Regions from separate parts of the Sus scrofa genome. Here region 1 is linked to region 2. The links are chromatin contacts, called in public HiChIP or PLAC-seq maps. All regions are on one chromosome and are shown on one strand. The core of a region is the stretch at or near the end of the contact, and the rest is flanking DNA. Distances in the headings are between cores, read along the strand shown.

What was found. HiChIP or PLAC-seq counts read pairs in DNA pulled down with a chosen protein or histone mark.
Region 1: an H3K27ac HiChIP or PLAC-seq map of alveolar macrophages shows a contact between it and region 2. The contact joins the promoter of AP1M2 here to the enhancer-like site in region 2. A contact is called at or near these places in 2 of 5 promoter capture datasets (fetal liver and fetal skeletal muscle), 3 of 47 Hi-C or Micro-C datasets (alveolar macrophages, embryonic fibroblasts and epiblast stem cells) and 1 of 2 datasets of contacts at active chromatin or transcription factors (alveolar macrophages).

What each region holds. Positions count from the first base shown.
Region 1 is chr2:69,351,995-69,355,503 of Sscrofa11.1, forward strand. AP1M2 (AP-1 complex subunit mu-2) reads right to left here and starts at 1,912. Exons shown (of 11, transcript XM_021083790.1): 1 at 1,756-1,912; 2 at 1-52. The coding sequence starts at 1,797.
Region 2 is chr2:69,227,054-69,230,785 of Sscrofa11.1, forward strand. It overlaps a transcript of PDE4A not described here. Among named protein-coding and RNA genes, the nearest start is that of CDC37, 16 kb to the left of the region's middle. Within about 2 kb of position 2,163, at least 33 of the 83 cell types and tissues checked have an H3K27ac peak or open chromatin away from gene starts, as enhancers often do. A contact at or near this core is called in alveolar macrophages and fetal liver, where this site is marked.

The DNA.
Region 1 (3,509 bases), core at 662-3,161, 120 kb after region 2:
GCTCGATCTCGCTCATGGCCACGTCGCCCTTGTAGTTGCGGCTGATCAAGGGCTGAGAGTGGACAGAGAAGGGCTGGTCACCTCTGGGATCCAGGGACATTCCTGCCAGAGGCATCAGAGCACGAGGCTCTGAGCCCACTTGCTGGCTAAGGGGTGTGGGCAAGGCTCTGCCTCTCTGCACCTCAGTTTCCTCTTCTGCAAAATGCCAGGATATTTGTGGATTTATTTATTTATTTGTTTGTTTATGTCTTTTCTAGGGCCCCACCCATGGCATATGGAGGTTCCCAGGATAGGGGTCCAATTGGAGCTGTAGCTGCCAGCAATGCAGGATCCGAGCCGTATCTGTGACCTACATCAAAGCTCAAGGCAATGCTGGATCTTTAACCCACTGAGCAAGGCCAGGGATCAAACCCACAACCTCATGGTTCCTAGCCAGATTCGTGAACCACTGAGCCATGACGGGAACTCCTGTTTGATGATTTATTTCATTGTCACCACAAGCGTGAGGTTGGTGATCTCATCATTTCCATTTTACAGATGGGGAAACTGAGGTATGAATCATCTCCACAGTAAGTGGGGAAGCCAAGAATTGAATCCTGGCTCTAGAATTCCTGCTCTCAAGCACGGCTTCTATCACCAAATAGGTAAGGTAGAGATGATGAAAGGAAAGAAAGAGAGGAGTTCCCACCATGGCACAATGGGATTGGGAGTGTTTCTGTGCAGGTTTGATCTCCAGCCTGGGATGCAGGTTTGATCTCCAGCCTGGCACGGTGGGTGAAGGATCTGGTGTTGCCAAAGCTGCAGCACAGGTCACAACTGCTGCTGGGATTTGATCCCTAGCCCAGGGGAACACCATATAAAGGGAAAAAAAAGGAAAGAAAGAAGAGAGAAAAAAAGAAAGAGAGAGAGAGAAAGAAAAGAAGGAAGAAAGGAAGGAAAGAAGAGTTCCCTAGTGTCTCAGCAGGTTAGGGGTCCACCGTTGTCACTGCTGTGGCTCCAGTTGTAGCTGTAGCTTGAGTTCGATTCCTTGGCCCAGGAATTTCCGCATGCCATGGGCGTGGCCAAAAAAATAAAGAAAAAACAAAAAAAGAAAAATGATTATACCCATATACATCTTCTAGTTCATATGCTCTGTCTGGCAGGCAGTAGCAGTCAATAATAGTAGTACCTACTTGGGGAGGTTATGTAGTCCAGTGTTTTAGAACCCAGCGGGCACTAAGCAGGTCCTCACACACCTTAGCTTTCAATATTATTATCAGGAATATTACTCTCACCACCACTATTATTATTGCTATTGAATGACATGACAAATGGGAGGGGATTCCAAGAAGGGACAAGGCAGCCTCAAAGGATAATTAGGGTCTTCTGCCTGTGCTGTTCTCCCCAAATAATAATATGGAGGATGATGATAGAAATAATTTCAACAGATTAAATGCCAAATGTTTGCAGCAGGGGAACTGTGCTAACTAATATACAGACATGGGGTTGTGTTCTTTCTTCTTGGGTGGGGACTGTCTTATTCATTCCCATTTGCATGGACAGTGAGACTGAGGCTCAGAGAGGCGAGGCCCCTTGCCTCAGACACGCGACTGGTAAACAGCGAAGGTGGGATTAGCGCGGGACACCCAGGCCTTGGGGGAGGGGTGTTCCTACACACCAGAGCTTTCTGGGGCCTCGAGACCCGGAGGCCCGCCCCTGGGTCGGGGAGAGCGGAGCCTCACCTGTCCGTCCCCTCCTCCCCGCCCCCAGCCTCACCTTGCCCTTAACGTCGAGGATGAAGACAGCGGAGGCGGACATGGTGGCGGCCGGCGGACTAGGGAGGTGGGAAGGGAACTCCAGGAGGCGACAGTGGCGCCGCTTCCTTCTTCCTGCGGAAGCGCCCGCGCGCAGGTGAGGACCCAGGTGAGCGCGTCTTAAAGGGGAGGTCTCCAGGTGAGCGGCGCTGTCGGCCGACGAGAAGACGCTGCGAGGGCGGAGCTTCGGCTGGGACAGCTGCCCCGCCTCACTTTCCCTTTGCATCCTGGAGTGTCGATGGGCTGGGCGGAGATCTCAGACCAACCATCTATCCATCCAGCCAACAAACTATTCATCCATCCATTCATCCATCTAACCATCCAACCAACCACCACCCAGCCACTCATTCGTTTCTCTTGTCACTACCACGCGGGTATTCATCCCATAGAGCAGGGACTTGTGTTTTTCATGCCTGGGGCCTCAGTGACTAGTGCTGGCTGGGTGCTCAATGTGTGCCTAATTAATTAATACCCTACATATTTACTAATTAATGTCTTCATTCACTCGCTGATAAATTCTTCCACTCCATGCCCGGAACTGCGGCTTTTTTTTTTTTTTTTAGAGCCGCAGCCACAGGCATATGGAGTTTCCCAAGCTAGGGGTCTAATCGGAGCTACAGCTGCCGGGCCTACGCCAGAACCGCAGCAACATAAGATCTGAGCCGCATCTGCGACCTATACCACAGCTCACGGCAATGCAGGATCCTTAACCCACTGAGCAAGGCCAGGGATCGAACCCGAAACCTCATGGTTCTTAGTCGTATTTGTTTCTGCTGTGCCACAATGGGAACTCCCAGAAACTGTGGTTTGCATGCTGCACAGGACAAATGTAGCTGCTTTTACTACTATTCCTAATGTTACTCTTTTATTAAAAAAAATTTAGGGAGTTCCCTAGTGCCCTAGTGGCTAGAGGACCCAGCATTGTCACTCCTGCGGTGTAGATTCTATCCCTGGCCTAGAACTTCTGTGTGCAACCCAAAAAATTATTTTTGTAATTTTTCTAATTTTTTATACAGTTTTGTTTGTTTGTTTTGTCCTTTTAGGGCTGCACCCATAGCACATGGTGTTTCCCAGGCTAGGGGTCAAATTGGAGCTGCAGCCACCAGCCTACGTCACAGCAATAGAAACTTGGGATCCGAGCCGCATCTGCAACCTACACCACAGCTCACGGCAATGCCAGAGCTTTAACCCACTGAGTGACACCAGGGATCGAACCCACGTCCTCATGGATGCTAGTCGGGTTCATTAACCACTAAGCCAAAACAGAACTTCTTTTTATATAGTTTTTAAAGGTCACACTCCATTTACAGTTATTACAAAATATTTCCTATGTTCCCCATGTGTTGTAAATACAGCCTCGTAGCCTATCTTACACTCATTCATTTGTGTCTTGCCTCCCCTGCATTGCCCCTCCCCACCAATGGCAACCGTTTATTCTCTGTATCTGTGTCTGCTCCTTCTTTGTTGTATTCATTAGCTTGTTGTTGTTGCGTTTTGGTTTTATGGGTACACCCTCAGCACAGCAGTGACAACGCTGATCCTTAACCTGTTGAGCCAACAGAGAACTCCAGTTTGTTGTATTTTTTAGATTCCACATAAATATCGTACAGTATTTGTCTGTCTTTGTTTAATTTTTATTTTATTTACCTAACTTTTTGCAGGTCACACCAGCAGCTTATGGAAGTTCCCAGGCTAAGAGTCAAATTGGAGTTGCCA
Region 2 (3,732 bases), core at 913-3,412:
ACTGTGTCTGTGCTCCCTGAAACACTGTGATTAAGACACTGTGACATATTCTCGGCTGCTCATATGCCCCATGTCTGGGAGTTGGTGCTCTGAGTTTCAGGGTGTACTCCCAACTGTCCTACTGTGCTGTGCTCCAACCACCTAGTGTTCCCATAATGCTTTGGAGTCTACTCTGTGCTCTGATGACATGTGTGACTGATGGCTTTGCATACTTTGCCTAACTCTCCTGGGTCCCTTCTACTTGGAACATCACTAGGACAGTGAGATTCAGGTCTCCCCTCTGGTTCCTAAGGGACATCTGTCTAGGCTGGAACCCTAATGTTTTAGCTCTTTCTGAGGGCCTCTAGCAGGCACCACAGCCTCCAGGTCACCCACCCACCTCCATTCGGGGCACCTCCAGCCCCAGCACCCCTACCCCCACCAGGAAGTGAGTGTCATGGGCCCAGCACACTCAGCCTATTTCCCAGAGGGAACAGGAGAGAAGCTGAAGGAAAACAAAGCTGGAGTCAACAGGAAATGCCAAGACCCAGGGGCAGTGAGCCAAACTGGCTCAAGTCACTGTCCTGAGAGACCCAGGAGAAGGGGCGGGGTGCAGTAGAAACTGGGTGCTATTGCCTTTTTAGGCCCCAGGAACTCCCTCTACCCTGGTCTCTAGGGGTGCTGACTCTCTGGGGATAGTGGCTGAGTGGTTGCATCATTATCTTAGTGTGATCCATCTCTTAATGGCTCATTTTCAGGCTCCATGCTGAGGACTTTTTCACACATCTTCATCCCCAGTGCCCCACAAGGTATTCCTGTTGGAGAAAACTGAGGACCAGGGGGGTGAAGCCCCTTCTCCTTCCTGACCAAGTTCACACAATCAGGAAGTGGCAGAGCTGAGATTCCAGCACAGGTCTGTCTGATGCCTGTGTGTCCTGGCACAAGTGTCTTGCCCTCTCTGAGCCCCAATTTCTCATCTGTAAAGTGGAGCTTTTGTTGGCACTGCCCTGTGGGAGTGATTTGGAGAGGACTCTGAGGTTGGGGGTGTCTGTAAAAGACTTACAAAGGGAGTGCTCCATAGATAGGCACTCAGGGACCCAGATTTGGGAGAGGAGGTGGGGCCTGGTAGACCCTGCTCCTCTAGGGTGGGAAGGAAAAAACGGGAACCTCAACCACATCCCCACAGGGGCTCAGGTTTCTGTTTCACTCTGGGCCTGTGTGGCCTCCAGTGGCTGGGTGGGAGGGAGGACATTGGTGCCAGCATCCGGCCCCCTTCCCCTTCCCCCCACCACCAGGCAGAAGGAGGAAGGGGAAACTGAAAGGCCTCCAGTGGGAATCTTGTTTCTTAGGAATGGGCAATCTGCCAGCCCAGTTCTCCAGAAAGGGAGCACACGCAGGGGGTTCCAGTGCTGCCTGCGTTGGAGTTCACGTGGGCACCAAAAAGGGGATCCAGAGAGCCCTCCAGACCTGAATCACAGGAATCACTAGAGAGAGGGCACTACCCCCTATCTGAGATGACATCCACAGTCCCCCTCCAGACCTGGGGATGTAAGAGCCTGCGCTTCCGGCGCCCTGTGGGGCTGAGTCATGGCACCAAAAACGATCTGTCAAGAGGCAGATGGAGCGGGAGGAAGAGAAGGACTCTGGTGGTGAAGTGGGGCGCGGGGGGGACTCGCCTGAATTGGACCCCCCAGACTGTCCCCAGTGAGGGGGGCGCTGTCCTGCCCCAGGAGGGAGTGGACTCAGCCGGACTGGGGTCTCTCTCTGGCTGGTGGACTCCCCTTGGGTCTTTTCCTCCCCTAGTCCTTGGCGCTTCCACATCCCCGCCGCCGGGTGCTTCGGAGAGTCAGTCTCTCTTCGCGCCCCTTCCTCCGCGCGCCCTCTGCTGGGTCACAAGAAAGGTACAGGCTGAGTGTGCTCTCGGAGTCCAGACCTGCCTCCCGCACTCTCGTCCTCAAGCAGAGTCAAGTCGCCGCCGCCGCCACTGCCGCAGCGTCCCGTATTACTATTTCATGTTTATTGAGCGCCCCGGAGAGAGGGCGCCAGGTCGGTCAACCGCAGGCTGAGGACGAGGCTCTCGCCCACCCCTGATTGGGACCAGGCCGCTACTTCCATCCTCGACCCCACCCCAAACCCCAGCCCCCAACACCCCCTCTCCCCCGCCCCGGCTGTACATAGTGGAGAAGGGCCACCTGGCGGATGGAGAGGAACTTGGCGGAAAAGTTGAGGACGCGGAGTTCCCATCTCGCCTCCTCGCACGCTTGCCCATCATGATGCCCATGCCAGGGCCTCCCAACACCAACCTGAGGTTTTATTTTTTCCCGCTTTTTAGGAGCGCACCAGTGGCATATGGCAGTTCCTAGGCTAGGGGTCGAATCGGAGCTACAGCTGCCGGCCTACACCACAGCAACGCAGGATCCGAGGGGCCTCTGCTGCCTACACCACAGCTCATGGCAACTCGGGATCCCCCACCCACTGGGCAAGGCCAGGGATGGAACCGGCATCCTCTTGGATACCAATTGGATTCGTTTCCGCTGCTCCGCAACACAAACTCCCCAACCTGCGTTTTTATTCTTTGGCTTTCCATTCCTGCCTAAGAAACCGAGAGACAAGTGATTTGCCCAAGGTCACACATCGAGGAAGGGCAGAATTGTGGTTAAAAACCAGGTTTCCTGGACTTCAGGCCAGTGGGTGAGATTCAGATTGTAGCCCTGCTGACTGTGTCGCTCTGTGACCTGGGGCTAGCATTATTCCTCTCTCTGCCTCATTCTCTTTATCAGTAAGTCCTGCTGAATAAGATCTGCCCACCCCCAGGGCTGCAGTAAGGCTGGCGTTGGGGCCAGACAGCCGGGAGATAGTGTCTTGAGAACTTCACTTCCTCAAAATGTACTTCCTTAGCAGAGGGAAAGGGGGGAGTCCCCCAAACCACAGTCCTGGGCCCTGGCTGCTAGGGTCCCCCCTCTCTCCCCAGCAACAGATTGACCGCAAACTCCTCTGAGTTGCAGGAAATTAGGGCCTTGGGCCTGAAGGAACTAGATTGACAGAGGGAGGACAGAGTTTGGGAAGATGTCTGAGCCCACTGTTTTCACTCATGAGTAAGAGCCCCAAACCAGCCTTTGCCCTTAACTTGCCATGTGACCTTGGGAAAGGATTTCATCTCTCCTGACCTCAGTTTCCTCATCTGCAACAGAGCCATTTATTCTGCAACTTTTTTTTCCTGCCGTGCCTGAGGCATGCAGAAGTTCCCTGCCCAGGGATAGAACCCTTGTCACAGCAGTGACCCAAGCCACTGCAGGGATGACACCAGACCCTTTAGCCCCTAGGCCACCAGGGAACTCCCCACTCCATAAACATTGATTGAGCATTTTCAGGCTGGTGTGAAGAATGAAATGGCCCCAGTCTCTGCTGTCCTGGGGTTCCCAGACTAGGTAGTGAGGAAGAAATAGCAAGTAAAAGCATTTGATAATTCCAGATGGTGACACAAGGGACATAAAGAAATGAGGGACCCTGAGGTCAGGGAAGGCATCTCTGAGGAGGTGACATCTGAGCAGAGACCTAAATGAAGTGAAAGAGAATGCTATATGGGTGCCTGAGAGTTGAGAATGACAAACAGAGAGAACAGCCCGTGTAAAGGGTCTGAGGTAGGAGTGTGTCTCACATGTTGGGGAAAAAGCAGGGAGCACATGTGGCTGAAGCAGAGTGAGCAAGGGGTGCTGGAACGAGATGAGGCAGGGAGGTGATGGGACAGATCAG